Linked DNA regions of Mus musculus: region 2 is linked to region 1. A link is a contact called in public HiChIP or PLAC-seq data. All regions are on one chromosome and are shown on one strand. The core of a region is the stretch at or near the end of the contact, and the rest is flanking DNA. Distances in the headings are between cores, read along the strand shown. Region 1 overlaps Ext1 (exostosin glycosyltransferase 1). Region 2 overlaps Ext1 (exostosin glycosyltransferase 1).

Region 1 (7,217 bases), core at 1,516-4,015:
CAATTTGAATCTTAGCAATGTGCTATCATCTCCTTTCCCTCTGATGAGAACGCAACTATAGTGCAGTCCCATATTTTGAGTAACTTTCCTATTAATGTGGTTGGCAGAGCATTTCTTATGTAGCCCAGGCTCCCATGTCTGTGTGATTCATCATGCATTAGGGAGGCAAGCATGCAGAAAGGTGCGCACAGCAGGGCAGTTGACAATCACAGGAATCTAGTGTAGATTACATAAATAGAACAGCCCTTGAGCTGTACGTACAGTCAGGGAGCAAGCCTGGAAAACTTAGCCAGAAATCCAAGGAAGGCATCTTAGAACTAGGGCTAAGACAAATTTATAGGTAGACTGTAAACAACTGGCCCAGCTCTACTTAAAATAAATTGGTCCAACTTGGACTAGCATCTCCCTGTGTCAACAATGGTAATAGCAGTAATAATGAACCATCATAATTAAGATTTCTATATGTAGACACTGTACTAAGCACCCAACCATATCATGTTATGAATGAACAATCCAAAAGAGCACCTAATTCATCCAAGGAAGCATATCTAGTAAATAGTAGAACCAGAATCCCACATTGATGCCCTTAACGCCTTTACCTTACTATCAAGCTATGCTACTATTAAAAATAACAATATCCTGATGAGAGCTTCTATTGGCCATGCTCAATTAGGCTCATTTCTTGAATAGCTAGCATAAAAACTATTCTCTTAGCCACAAAATATATAGCAGTATGAACAGGAAGAAAGGCCTTCCTTCAAAATTATTTAACTTGGTATAGAACAGCCTATGATGAAATGTTTGAGAGATCCAGAGAAATCAGAGTAAGGGCTGGAGTTGAGAGGAGAGCTCTCAGGTGTACAAAAGGTTCAAAGGAGACTAGAAGAAGGATGTGCATGTGGACATGGCTAAATCGGTTTGGGTTGAGTGGTTAGGCTCATGAACAGTCTTTAAATAGACACATTTATAGATACTTCATGGTCCCTAGAGTGGCACTTCTTAGAAAAGGGTTTGTTGGTTGGTTGGTTGGTTGGTTGGTTGGTTTTGTTTTTGGTTTTTATTGTTGTTGTTGTTCTGTTTGTTTACTGTCTCCAAGACCTCTCATGTCCATATCAGGACCAAAGATTTTGTGGACTTGAGGAGGAAGAGGAGAAGGAAGAGGAGGAAGAGGGAACGGGACTTAGGACTGTAGGAGTCCCCTATACAACTAACCTGCTACCACAGAATCTTAGAGCTGAGCTAGGCCAGTGCACAGTCTCCATGCATTTGAATGCTGTTGAGGTTGCTTTCCTAGACCTGTTGTTTGTTCTGATGTTTCTTGGGGACATTTTTACTTAGCAGTTGGTGACTTTGGTGGTGAGCCTAGCCTTTACTGGCTTAGCCATCATTTCAGCCTGGGTGATGATTTTTTAATAGACCTGTTTTCTAGAAAATGAATGCTATGAAGAACAAAAGTGCAACCCACTGAGTTGTTTTGATCAAGCTCATCTCTCTGTTTTGCAGTTATAATTACTATGTGTTCCCCTTATGTTACAGATTCCTTCTACAATCAGGTCTATTCATCAGGATAAAATCCTAGCACTTAGACAGCAGACACAGTTCTTGTGGGAGGCTTATTTTTCTTCAGTTGAGAAGATTGTATTAACTACACTAGAGGTAAGTGAGACCATTCCACTCATGATCTTTGAATAATAGTTCTTTTATTGCAACCTCTTTTTTTACTGTTGGGTTGTGTACTTAGTCAAGTAGGACAAAACCAAATTTCCTGTCCTTGCATAGTTTAGTGACAGCTCATCCTGCAACCCCACATCTGTTTTACCAGTCTTAAGCAAATGCCCTCATTCCTGACAAATTCTCATAGTAGAAGTGACATGGAGAGAAGTTGTACCCTGGACAAAGTGATTTGTCTGGCATAATTTCAGAGGTAATGTGGGTAATGACTATCTTCCTGTCACTCAAACTCAGTGGTATCCTTTGAAGACATATTTCTGGAGTAAATTGAGAAAAAAAGATACTGATCAAGTAAGGAAACTATCCTCCACCATTCTTAAACTATGAACAGTTCAGGGGCCACCATAGGGCACAGCACTTTAAGAGACAGCAGAATTGCTTCTGAAGACACAAACAACTGAACCAGCCAACCCCATGTTGTAAGGTTGTGGTAAGAAGAAAACTTCTGTCATGGTTGTATCCTACTGGTGTTGAAAATGTTAATCTTTATAAAAGTAGAAACTCTGGCTCATGAGTGGATAAACATCTTCAAGTTGCTTTATTCTGTCTGTGTGTGTGTGTGTGTGTGTGTGTGTGTGTGTGTTGGGGGGCAGGGGAGTTGTATTGAGAAAGCACTCCACATACACTGAGCCATGTCTCATTCTTTTAAATTGCCTGGTTTAAGGCAATAGCAAAATAGAAAATCATGAAAATGATTAAAACCACAGGAAGTAGAGCAGATAGCAATGGCCTCGGGCTATGCAGAGCTTTGCAAAGAGCTAAGAAAGCTCACAGAAAACTGCACACTCATGAGTTTCCTGCCTATGAGCAGGGGAGTGATCAGATTGTCTCCTGAGGTGACCCTGGAACTTGGAGAATGGGGCAGGACAATCTACTACACACTTGGAGAGTATTTCCTTCGGAAGTTAACAATCACTCTGAAAGCTAATATAATCTTGAATAAATACAAAACAACCAAGTAATACCGTGGAAACTGAAGTCACCTGCTCCATTGACATGATCATGCTGTGTTCTTGTTGAGGGGAGGGAGGGTCAGCATGAGTGTTAGACAAAGCACAGTGGAAATTTTTCCACACCAGCCTAACTTCAGCTCCAGGTCTTAGCTCTAGGCAACCAGTCACCAGGATTTTTATGCCCGGTGTACATCCTGCGGCTAGGTAAACAGGTCTATCTAAGTTATTTTCCATTCCTTTTTGCTTTTGTTTCTGAGTGAGATAGGAGATTTTTTTTTTCTTTAAAAATAATAAATCATTTTCTAGCCTTTTACTTCTTAGAATGTTAGCAAAACTAACTGGATTTTATCTGTCTCTTGCTCAGGAAGCCCACAGATAAACAAAAGAAACTGCCACAACATTTTTGACACTTGCAGTTTTTAGAATATTTGAAATATTAGTTTTTTGTCCTAAGCATTCCCCCTCAGCTGTTCACACTCATTTTGCTCTGTTTGTGTTATACCCGTCTCAGTGTCTGTGGCTTCTCTGCTGGCTACATTTAGACAGAGCCTTGGCCTTCTAATGTATAGTTTATCTGTACACATACAGACACATACACATATTTTACTGCAATCATTTTTTTTAATATATCATACCGTCTAACTGCTTAGACTATTGGCTTTTAATCATGTTCTGTATTAAAAAGGTAGCCTTTTTTTCTTCATTTATTTTCTTTCTTGTAAGTTATTTTCTAGTTTTCCCGTGGCTTTAGTTACTCTTTCGGGCTACGTAGTATGTCTTCGGGCGTGTCCTTAGCCTTTTTATCCTGTCCTGCTCTGTTCACCGATACACCCAGACCACGTTTTAATCTGTCTTCACCCTAATACCATCGTGTGGTAAGCCTCTGCTTATCCACCCATCTGGTGCAGGTCACCGTAAATACTATCTGTGATTACTGCTATCTGCATAGATGACTGGGAATGCATACAGTGCCTTAGTCAGTGTTTTGCTTGCATTTTGAGCTTTGTTTCTGCCTACACTTCTAGGTTGGTATTTATGAAGTGAAATTAGTGAACCAAAGAGTCCAGGCATTACAAAGTTCATAATATATTTTGTTAAATTACTATGTTTTTTCTTAAACTTGAAAAAAACATATTGTTTTATTTTTGTTTGATGAAAATGGCACATGAAATTGAATGACATAAAATAAAACTTGAGTAATGGGGGAGTCTACTGTAAAGATAGCAATTTTCCTCGATCTACACATCAAAGTCTTAAAAGAAGTTAGACAAATTACTTTTAGTTTAAAGATTAATTATATTTAGTTTGAAGAATAAATGCCCTACCATAGCCTAGGATTATTGAAAAGCAGTAAAGATCATTTATTTCCATAGTTTAATTAGCACACATTATAAAGCTACCATAATTATGAGAGCTTTGATCCAACTTCTCAAATGAGAGAAGATATGAGTTGTGTTACTTGATACCAAATAACGTATTGTTAGTACAATAGTGGGCATATAGTATAAAAGTATTAGCAACACTCGCATGAGGACTTGGTTGGACTCCCAGTATCCATGTAAAAGCCAGCCATGGTGACATGGGCCTGTGACTACAATGCAGTGCAGACAGTGGCAGGCATATTCCAGAAGCTTGATACGTAGCCAGGCTAGCCCAAACTGCAAGGTCCAGGTCCAAGTGCAGACCTGTCCACCTCTGATCTCCACACAGGTGAGCACTCCACACTCACACAGGCACACAAAGATAATACAGTTGATGTAATAAGATAGAGGTGGGTATAGCCATATCATTTGAAGTTAAAGAAGCTGCTCTGCACATGATCTCAGGCATAAAACACACTAAGCATGACGATGAAAATCATTAAAACTTTTGTCAGGCAGATACACCATAAAGAAATGCAAAACTGAGAGCAGAGGTTCACAGTCAATATGAAGCTAAAAAATGTTAATATTTTTGACATGTAAACTCTGATAAAGAAATTAGAAAAATATCCAAGTTCCCAAGTAGGCTGGAATACAGTGAGACCTTGTCAAAAACACACAAAAGTACTTATATTTTCAGATTAGAACAATTGAAGTACGTCTTTTCCCAAAACCCGTTAAAGTACATCTTTCTACAAACATTCTGAATTAGGATATGAAATGAAAAGGAAAAACTCCTAATATTTCAGTAATGTATGTATACATAAATTATACATATGTATGTATACAATGGCAGATGCGTATAGATAATCAGTACATACAGCAGTTTGAGTTAATGGTTTTCTTAAAGTATATTATGATGGTGCAGAAAATAACATGCATTCATTAAATCCATATTTTGAGTACTTATTTTGTACCTTTTCCCAGGCTATCAGTATGTGTGATAGAATATTGTGTTGTGAATCTGGGCAGTGGCCATGAGCCATATCTCCCAGTCAGCCACACTTGTATCTCTGTGTGCTGTGTTGCTAAGGTTAGTTAGTATGCTGGATGAACTGAGTATAGTAAACACATTTTCAACTTACTTTATTTTTAGTCTATAATGAGTTTATCAGGATGTGACACCCTCATAATCTAAAGAAGTATCTACAGAATCCTTGTGTGGATGGATATAATAAAGACAAGAGATGCAAAAGTGTGGAGTGGCTTAATTGCTAATTAAATTGAATTGTACTTGTTCCTAAGCGTATATAGTCAAGTCATGTATGCATCAGGTGCTGTGAAAGGGATATTTACCTTAACTTGAGGAAGTTAAAATTAAATAAAATACTACTTCCCACCTATAGCATCAGTAGATGTCCCATGGAATCATGGTAGTGGTGTCACCAAGGGTGCAGAAGAGAGACTTTAAGATTAGATGGAGGATGACTACCCCTCTTAAGCCTTTCTGCAGAGGCTAGCACCTTTAGAAGAAAGCATAATTTTCACCCTGTACTTCTCGAGAAGATAATGACCTAATGAAGAAAGTTCTAAGTAGCATAGGCTATGGTGTTTATGTTTGTTATAACATTGCACATCCTCAGTCAGATAGTGAGAAACAGATTGGCCAATTGTAATGTATCTACATTGAAGACTATTATACAGACACCAAATGTGGTAAGGATATACATTTATTGGTATAAGCAAATGTTCATACTGTTCTTTTAAAAACAGGTTACAATATATTCAAACCCATCTTTTATTTTGGTCAACATAATACAGACTTATACACATTTAGGGAAAACCATTCCTAAGTCATGATATAAAATACTAGCTGTATCCCCCTTTAAAGTCTTATGTATTTTACTTTTTGTGTGTATGAATGTTTTACCCGTATGTATATATGTGGATCACATGGACATAGTGCCCTCAGAGGCCAGTAATAGGTGTTAGATCCCCTGGAACTGGAGTTCAGATGATTGTAAGCTGTTTTCCTGTTCCTCTGTGAGCTCCACTGAGTCACCTTCTCATCCCCTCTCTGTCCTCTATTTAAGCAGGGATTTATGTGAAGCTGATTTTTTTTTTATTTTCTCTTTTGTCTTCCCTAATTTGCTGCAAAGGACCTATCATGAGTGACTAGTTCATTCTCTTGATATTTCAAAATAAAGCAGTCCATGTAAGAAAGAAAACTGCCTTAAATGACACATCTCATTGCCTACAGTAGGAGGAACAGTATTGCATCCACTTAGACTCTTTAAATGGTTGCCTCCACTTAGACTCTCCCAGGCTGTCTCTGAGAGACCCTCCTCTGCTGCATTCTTGTGAGCCTTCATGATTGTAATTAAAACATAACACACAGACAACATTGCTAATTTGCCAGGCAAAAGATCATATCTCATTAATTATATTTCTTTTGCAGCAGGTTATTGTGTGGATCCAGTTTCTTGTCTATTAAGTTAACAGAGCTCCCTCCATTCTCCTGCAATAACAGCTGGATGTGTTACATTCATCACAATAGAATCTTACGTTGAGCTGTTTTCATCTTTGAGCCTAGAAAAGCTTTCTTCCCCTTGGATCTAAGCCACACAATTCTTTAGCAACACATTTTTTTTTAACACTAAAACCATATACTTCATTCAAATTTATAGCAGCTGTCAAATCTCTCTATATCATCCCAAGATTGGATTGTAACCATCTGACCTCTCAGGCAAATTGCAAGAGAGAGAACACTTGCTTTCCCATCTTAATTCAGAGCTTGCATTACCCTAAATTCAACAAACAGAAAAACAGAAGTGGTAAAGGAAATGCCATCCTTATACACAAAGCAACAAAGCATACGTGTTCCTGAGATGAGCTCAAGGACCACACGTCAGCTGGGCCCACTTGGCCTAGCACTTAGACACAATAAGTCGTCCAATGGGTTATGGCCCTGCTAAGGAAGAAAATGGACGTTAACTCTAGGCAGCATAGACTTAAGGCTCTTTTGCTTAATTTATCTACGCATAGACTCTGGATCTGTGGTACTTCTTCCTTGTTGATCATAATCTAGACCCTGAGAGTGGGATGACAAGTCTTTGGAGAATCCCCACTGTAACTTCTCTCATCACTATGAACAGATGCCTTACAAGAGCCG
Region 2 (6,525 bases), core at 3,151-5,650, 170 kb before region 1:
TGAGAGCTCAGTGCGCTTGCAACATTTTTCTGAGGAAATACTCCTGGGAATGAATGTTCTGGGTAAATACCGGCCTTATATCTTGGCAGTGTTCACATTTCTGGCCACCCACATGGGGTGTATGGGGTCTAACCTGTTTCATGAAGTTCAAGGAACATGTTTCAAGAGTTTGCGTGCTCTCGTAATTTGCCCTGGGAAACAACAGATAGTTTCCCTTGGGAAATATTTGTGTTCAGAAATCAATAGGGAGCACGGAAGCGAGTCTCTTGCACTCTGGGCGCTGGAGTTTGCAGGTAGAGTTTGTGCCAAGTGGCACTGGGAAAGAGCCAGTGGACAACAGCAGAGTAGACAGGAAGGGAGGGGTTGCTTCTTGCCTGGGGGGTCAGTGGCTTGTCTAAGGCACTCTGCTATTGGCTGCCTGGCTCAAGTTCATATGAATAATCCCTATGGTGTACTCAGCAGTCACTTGGTGCTATACAATATAACACAGGCCTTTTGCATTCCCACAATCCTTGCTTGGGAAATAGAAACCAACTGCTGAAGAAGTTGGCCACATTGCCATGGTCTCATAGCTTTCATTTAGAATTACCTATCTGTAGATGTCATGTCCCTTAAGAAAGCGTTAGTGGTAATTTTAAGAAGTCACACTGGGACAGTCTGCAAACAGCCAGAGATTCAGGAGCACTCAATCCTAAATGGAATGTCTGCATCAGACTCCTCCCTCAGGGTCAGGGAGCCCTGCAGAAGTGGGGTTAGAAAGATTGTGAGAACCAGAGGGCTTGACACCAAGTAAAACATGCCTTCCAGACACAGTAGGAATGATGTGCTGACGTATGTAAAGAGTGTGGCAGCACACACAGGGCCTGCACAGGTTCTTCTGTGATCACGCACACACACACACACACACACACACACAGGGTATTCACAGGTTTAAGCCACATGGGAGCCCAGTGCTGAGCAGTGGAAGTGGACAAGAACAACCATCCTTAACCAAGAAGCCGTCTCCAGTTGACCTCTGCTTGCAAGGAAAAATTAAATTTCTCCAGTGGAGTCTCATTGGTCATATTAATCACATTTAAAGGTAGGCCCCATGCCCAGTAGTAGATGACCCACAGAATGTGAACTTAGTTTTGTAATTTTGTACACTTCCTTTTGTCTCTTAGTGATTTGTTTGGGTCTTTCTTTCTTTCTCTCTTTCTTTCTTTCTTTCTTTCTTTCTTTCTTCCTTCCTTCCTTCCTTCCTTCCTTCCTTCCTTTCTTTCTTTCTTTTCTTCCTTCCTTCTTTTGTTTGTTTGTTTGTTTGTTTTCCATACTGGTCTTTTGCTTTATATTATGGTTTGCAGTTTGGTGGTTTTGTGTGTGTGTGTGTATGTATGTATGTATGGTGTGTGTGCTTGCATGTTTTTTGTGTTTTTTCTTTTTTTAGATTCTTGTTTGTTTTGGTTGGTTTGTTTGTTTTCTAAAGAGAGAGAGAAAGGGGATGGAGTTCGGTGAGTGGGAAGGTGGGGAGGACCTGGGAGGAGTGTGTGTGTGTGTGTGGGGGGGGGGGGAGTGTTGGAAACCATACAAGAAGAAAGGGAAGAAAAAAAAGAATAGAAAAGCAAAACCGTAGTCATTGCTGAATGTAGTGATGCCTCTAGCATGTACTGTTTACCCCTCTAGACACTATTCAGTATTTTATTTCTAATGTATAAAACATCTTTACTTTGTTATCATGCGTTATTGCTCAGTTTCCCTTTCCTTTTTCTTCCTTATAGCTGATTTACCCACCAACCCGACCCTCGTGCATGGGTGTGTTCCATGTGTATATGTGTGTGTGTGCATGTGTGATAATTTACATGCAAATAGACATATTACTCATTCAGAAAAATTAGACAATACTAGTTTTTCTACAGCCACCTAAAGTGAGCATTCAGAATGGTGTAGCGTGTGTCTGGTGACTTGAGCGTGGTAGGCTTGCCATTGAGAGTTCTCTCATGCTTCCGTTTTCTGTAGTTGTCCCGTGCTACCTAGAAGTAAGTGTGTATTTATAAAGAATGTATTTATTTTTTCATTAAGGCCAGATTCATTCCTGCCCTTCCTCTCACATGGCCCTAGGCCAGCAGTAGGTTGTAGCTCTGGGAAGAGAGCTGTTGCTTCGGGGACCCAAGCATTGGGCTTTCTTGCTTTCAGTGTTCTCCTTACTATAGGGGCCTTTAGGAATGTGGCCGCAGCTCCTTCCTATTCTCCCATTGCAGCCACATAATTAGTTATAAAATGCTCACTTGGAGGAGAAAAACTTATCTCGGCAACCATTAATTCCCACTGTAATTTATTTAGAATCTGCAGTGTTTCTATTAATGGAAAACAGAGTGTGAGCATCAAACAGCGAGGCTCATATTGATAATTGCATACTGCTGGTAACTGTGAACTATGAGATTACTCTCATAAAAGGTAATTCCCATGACAACCTGGAGGGGAACCAAGGAACAGCTGCAAGGTCCAGCCTTTGTCATTTTTGCCCCTCATTTGGTACCATTTACCACGTGAGTGCTGATCTTGTGCTGGGGATATTTTTGAACTAAATAGGAATGGTCAGAGAGCAGTGGACATTTTGGGTAGATCGAGGGCACTCGGTGGTTGCTCTCCAGCTCCTGGCTAAGAGCTCAGTGGCCAGTACACCTGAGAAAGCTTCAACTCAGTAGAAACCCACGGGGCAATAGGAGTCTGCTCTTCCAGTTCACATTTGTGTAAGTGAATGCTCAGAGTAGAGATGGAAAGAGATAGCTGGAGGGAGACCGTCAGACAAACAGAGAGACAGACAGACAGACAGACAGACAGACAGACTGCCCAGGCAGTAGCAAACGCTCAGAAGATGGACATTAAGCCTGCCTCTGCGCCTGCCTCTGGGAGAGACTTGACTTTTCCATTCTTGAAACCCAAGCATCTTCCACTTTTGCATGGTCTTAGGAAGTCGTCCAGCACATTAAATGAGCTGTCTCCCTAATATGGCTCTGTCCACTGAAGACCGTTCAAACCTAAGCAATCTGGGTTTGTAAGTTGATATCACGACTCACACTTTATGCCCCCACCCCCCCGAATATTAGTTCTAAGTACTATTTACAGCTTCTTTCCTCAAACCTTACCACCAGGAAGTCACTTTGCCTCCCCCTTTGGGCCCAAGTACCTTTCTGGAAGCCCAGGTCCTTGCGGCTCTGTGATAGGTTATTACCTCAAGTGATGTGGTCACCAAGAAGCATGTTGTCTGTGTTCCAGAGTGAACCATGTAGGGTTCATTGGAAAAGATCCTATTCAGAAGTGTACTAATGGGTTGTTGTACGTGCTGGACAGTGTCCATACAATATCAAGAATCCGTGACTTACTATATTGTCTGTAGATGCTAACCCTAGTGCCCAACCTGTTATTTTTTGGAAAGATGAAGGAACCAGAAGAACGAAATGAAATGTTCTAACTGTAACAATGCCCATGACAGAGCTGCCAGTCAGATGACAGTTCGCTAACGACTAATCTTCAATGCACCTCTCCCCCTGTGGCTTAGCATGGGTCACATGTCCAACTAAAGTTATGATGATGATATATTGATTCCTGTCTCAAGGGGATGTGTCAAAAGTTTAATTGGTCTGCTAAACACCTGCAACCGAGGCGAGTTTATTTTATTTGCTTGATTTCAAAGAAAAACAGAGATAAGTTGAAAGCAAGAAAGCTTAGAGGTTGTTATATTGTTTTACAGTCAGACATAAATAGCATACTAGTAACTGTGTGTAAATAAAAAATAATTTCAAAGGCTTGTTTTTATCTTGGACTGCTAATTAAGCCAGTGACTTGGATATGCTGCTTTCTCTTACAGTTTTGCTCACTGCCAGTATTGAGCCTCTGGACAGGGAAATATGAATTATTTGGGGGGCAGGTCAGGAGAATTATCTTAGCAGTAACTGTGAGGTTCCTAAGATCAAAGATCTTGACAGTGGTCCTGGTACCTCTCTACCTAGCCTCACAACTGGTACCATCTACATTTACCCTGTAGTAACAGTGGTGGCTGGCAATGCTTATTGTAACTGCAGCATTGCTGGGCTTAGCTTCTGTAACTTGTGACAATGACTGCCTCCCCTCACCCCACCCCCATCCTGACAGTGTCGGGCCTCCATGATTTATGACAGTGATTGTCAGGGACTCTTGAAGGCCATCCAATTTGAGGATCTAGGTTCTCGTTTCTTGTCACTTCTGGCACATTTGATGGATTCTTGCTATCAGCTGGCATGTTTCATAATTGTCAGAACTTTGATTGAAGTGGTATTTTTGCAAAAAAAAATTATCAAAGAGTTATTTAAAAAAAATACTCCTTCACCACATTTCCTCACCTCTGTGCCCAAAACTGCTTTGTGTGAGGTTCACAGTCCCATCATTTACCTCTCTGTGACTTGCTGACCTGGCAAAACGGTCTCTTCACTCCTCTTTTATAGTCCTGTGCCTTGTATTTTGCTTGTTTGAGCCTTTTCTCCACCACAGGATAAAAGCTTTTGTAAGCAGCATTACCGAGGCCTGGTACAGTGATTCACTCCAGTAATCCCAGACCTTGGGAGGGAGATCAGGAGTCTGAGGTCAGTTTGAGGATAGCCTGGGCTACATGATACCTTGTCAGAAAACAACACTATCAACTCGAAAGAGAAACAAAAGCAAAGCAAAACAAATCGACAAAACCAGAGCTAAGCAAAGGAGAGTGGCACCTGGGAGGAAGTTGCTCAGCTCTCCTTTGAGCAGCCATTTAAGGCAGATGTGGGTGGGGTGGCACTAGACGGTATCAGGCTCCCTTCTTATCTTAAACCTGGTGTGGTTTGTTCTGCTTCTGTTTTTCCCCCACAAGCCAACATTCTTTGGCTGGAATGCCTGTTCTGTAGATCTCTGGCTGCCATTGCTACGTAGAAATCTGCCCCTGGACTTTGAAACTCTACTCTTGGGGAAGCCACAGAAATCAGCCAGGGGCCAGGAATAGTTCTAGTCCCTTCACACAGGAAGGAATGCTCCCTCTCAATGCTGAGTATCTTTCCTCTCTCCCTCTCTCCTCCTATATGTCAGTCTTACCCAGTGCAGGCCGGCCTCTAAACTCTCAGTGTAGGAAGGTTAGGGTGAGTGTGAACTCCTGATCCCCCTGCCTCCACCTCTCATGGGATTATAAACATTGCCACTATCCATCCACCTTTCATTTCCCTCTTTCTCCCCTCTTTCTCCTCTCTTTCTCCCCTCCCCCCTGCTCCCTTTTCTGTTTTTGAGACAGAGTCTATGCTATAGTCTAGGTCAGCGCGGGACTCACTGTGTATCCCTGGCTGGCCTCTAGCGCATCCTGCTTCAGGCCTTTCAGAGAGTAGCCACCTCCTCTCCCTTCTCTGTGTGCCAGGCACAGTAACAGGAGGTTTCTCCTCTTGCTTTAATTACACAGCTTCTAGATCTCAGTTTCTTTTCTCAGAAGCAAACCCTGTTAGAAGTCCTTTTTTGTATTTGGACGGAGGCAGCTCCATGCATATATAGTACCAGCTCACATCCATCTGTGGAAACACACAAACACACTGACAAGAAGATATGGTATACACTCATAAACCTCCACTTTTACTCTGCTCTTTAAACACCCAGTCTCTAGCATCTCCCTCCTGTGCTTAGAGGAAGAGGTCTCCTGATGTCTCCTCCAATGGCCAGGCCTCCTTTCAAGCTTCCTCTAGCCCTGTTTGTTCTCCCTTCTGCCTCAACCCTCTAGTCTCCTGAGCTGTTGTTACTCAGGCAAGTGTGTCTCAAGCCCCTTGCCCTGGATGCAGTGTCCTGGACTAGTTCTTGATAGCACTGATCAGCAGAGTCTTTGTGGTAAGTTAATAACTCTGGGGTGGAGAGATGGAGCTGAAGGCTCATGGAGGCAAAAGCTGGGTTCCATACCCACAACCTTCAGTGGAAGGAAAGAACCAACTGTTCAACATTCTTTGACACGTCTGACCTGACATGTGTCCTGGAAAGAGTTATGGTCTATTCTCAGGCTCTCAACTCCTCTCCCATCCCCTCCTTTCTTTGATTCCATTCCCATCTTTCTCTTTCTTTGTCTTATGCATGCTAGTTAGGCATGCACTTAAACAATCTGTCCCGCCTCCTGAGTGCAGTCCTATCTGGGCACTCCTGGCATTTCCCCCCCTCTGTTGTTTCTAATAGTTCTTGAGAGGACAGTCGTACTAAGAAGCCTAGCAGCAAAGCTCTGAGATGTCTTGGCAGTTACTAAGAATAGCTTCTGGCTTATTTTCCCACTCTTTCCTCCTCTGTTTTGTCTTAACTCTGAAGCATAAGAGCTCCCTCTTATCTTATTAACAAAATAATACATTCTCTCCTGGGCAATTACACGAGTGTATATGATCTCTTCCGACTGCCAGCCGTCTGTGTCTGTCCAGAAGTCAGCAAGGGGATGAAAAGGGTTCAAGGAAGGGGGCAGTAAGTGACAACAGAACACACTGTAGACTACTTGTCAGCCTGAGGCAGGTCTGATGTCCAGCATCT

Evidence for each region. HiChIP or PLAC-seq counts read pairs in DNA pulled down with a chosen protein or histone mark.
Region 2: a contact with region 1 is called in an H3K27ac HiChIP or PLAC-seq map of regulatory T cells, with 5 times the contacts expected there. The contact joins two enhancer-like sites. A contact is called at or near these places in 1 of 484 Hi-C or Micro-C datasets (cerebral cortex) and 1 of 115 datasets of contacts at active chromatin or transcription factors (regulatory T cells).

Annotation. Positions count from the first base shown.
Region 1 is chr15:53,096,124-53,103,340 of GRCm38.p6, reverse strand. Ext1 (exostosin glycosyltransferase 1) reads left to right here. Exons shown (of 11, transcript NM_010162.2): 4 at 1,537-1,656. Among named protein-coding and RNA genes, the nearest start is that of Gm41323, 170 kb to the right of the region's middle. Within about 2 kb of position 2,765, at least 49 of the 459 cell types and tissues checked have an H3K27ac peak or open chromatin away from gene starts, as enhancers often do. A contact at or near this core is called in regulatory T cells, where this site is marked.
Region 2 is chr15:53,265,411-53,271,935 of GRCm38.p6, reverse strand. The region is part of intron 1 of Ext1 (exostosin glycosyltransferase 1); the gene reads left to right. Among named protein-coding and RNA genes, the nearest start is that of Ext1, 78 kb to the left of the region's middle. Within about 2 kb of position 4,400, at least 95 of the 459 cell types and tissues checked have an H3K27ac peak or open chromatin away from gene starts, as enhancers often do. A contact at or near this core is called in regulatory T cells, where this site is marked.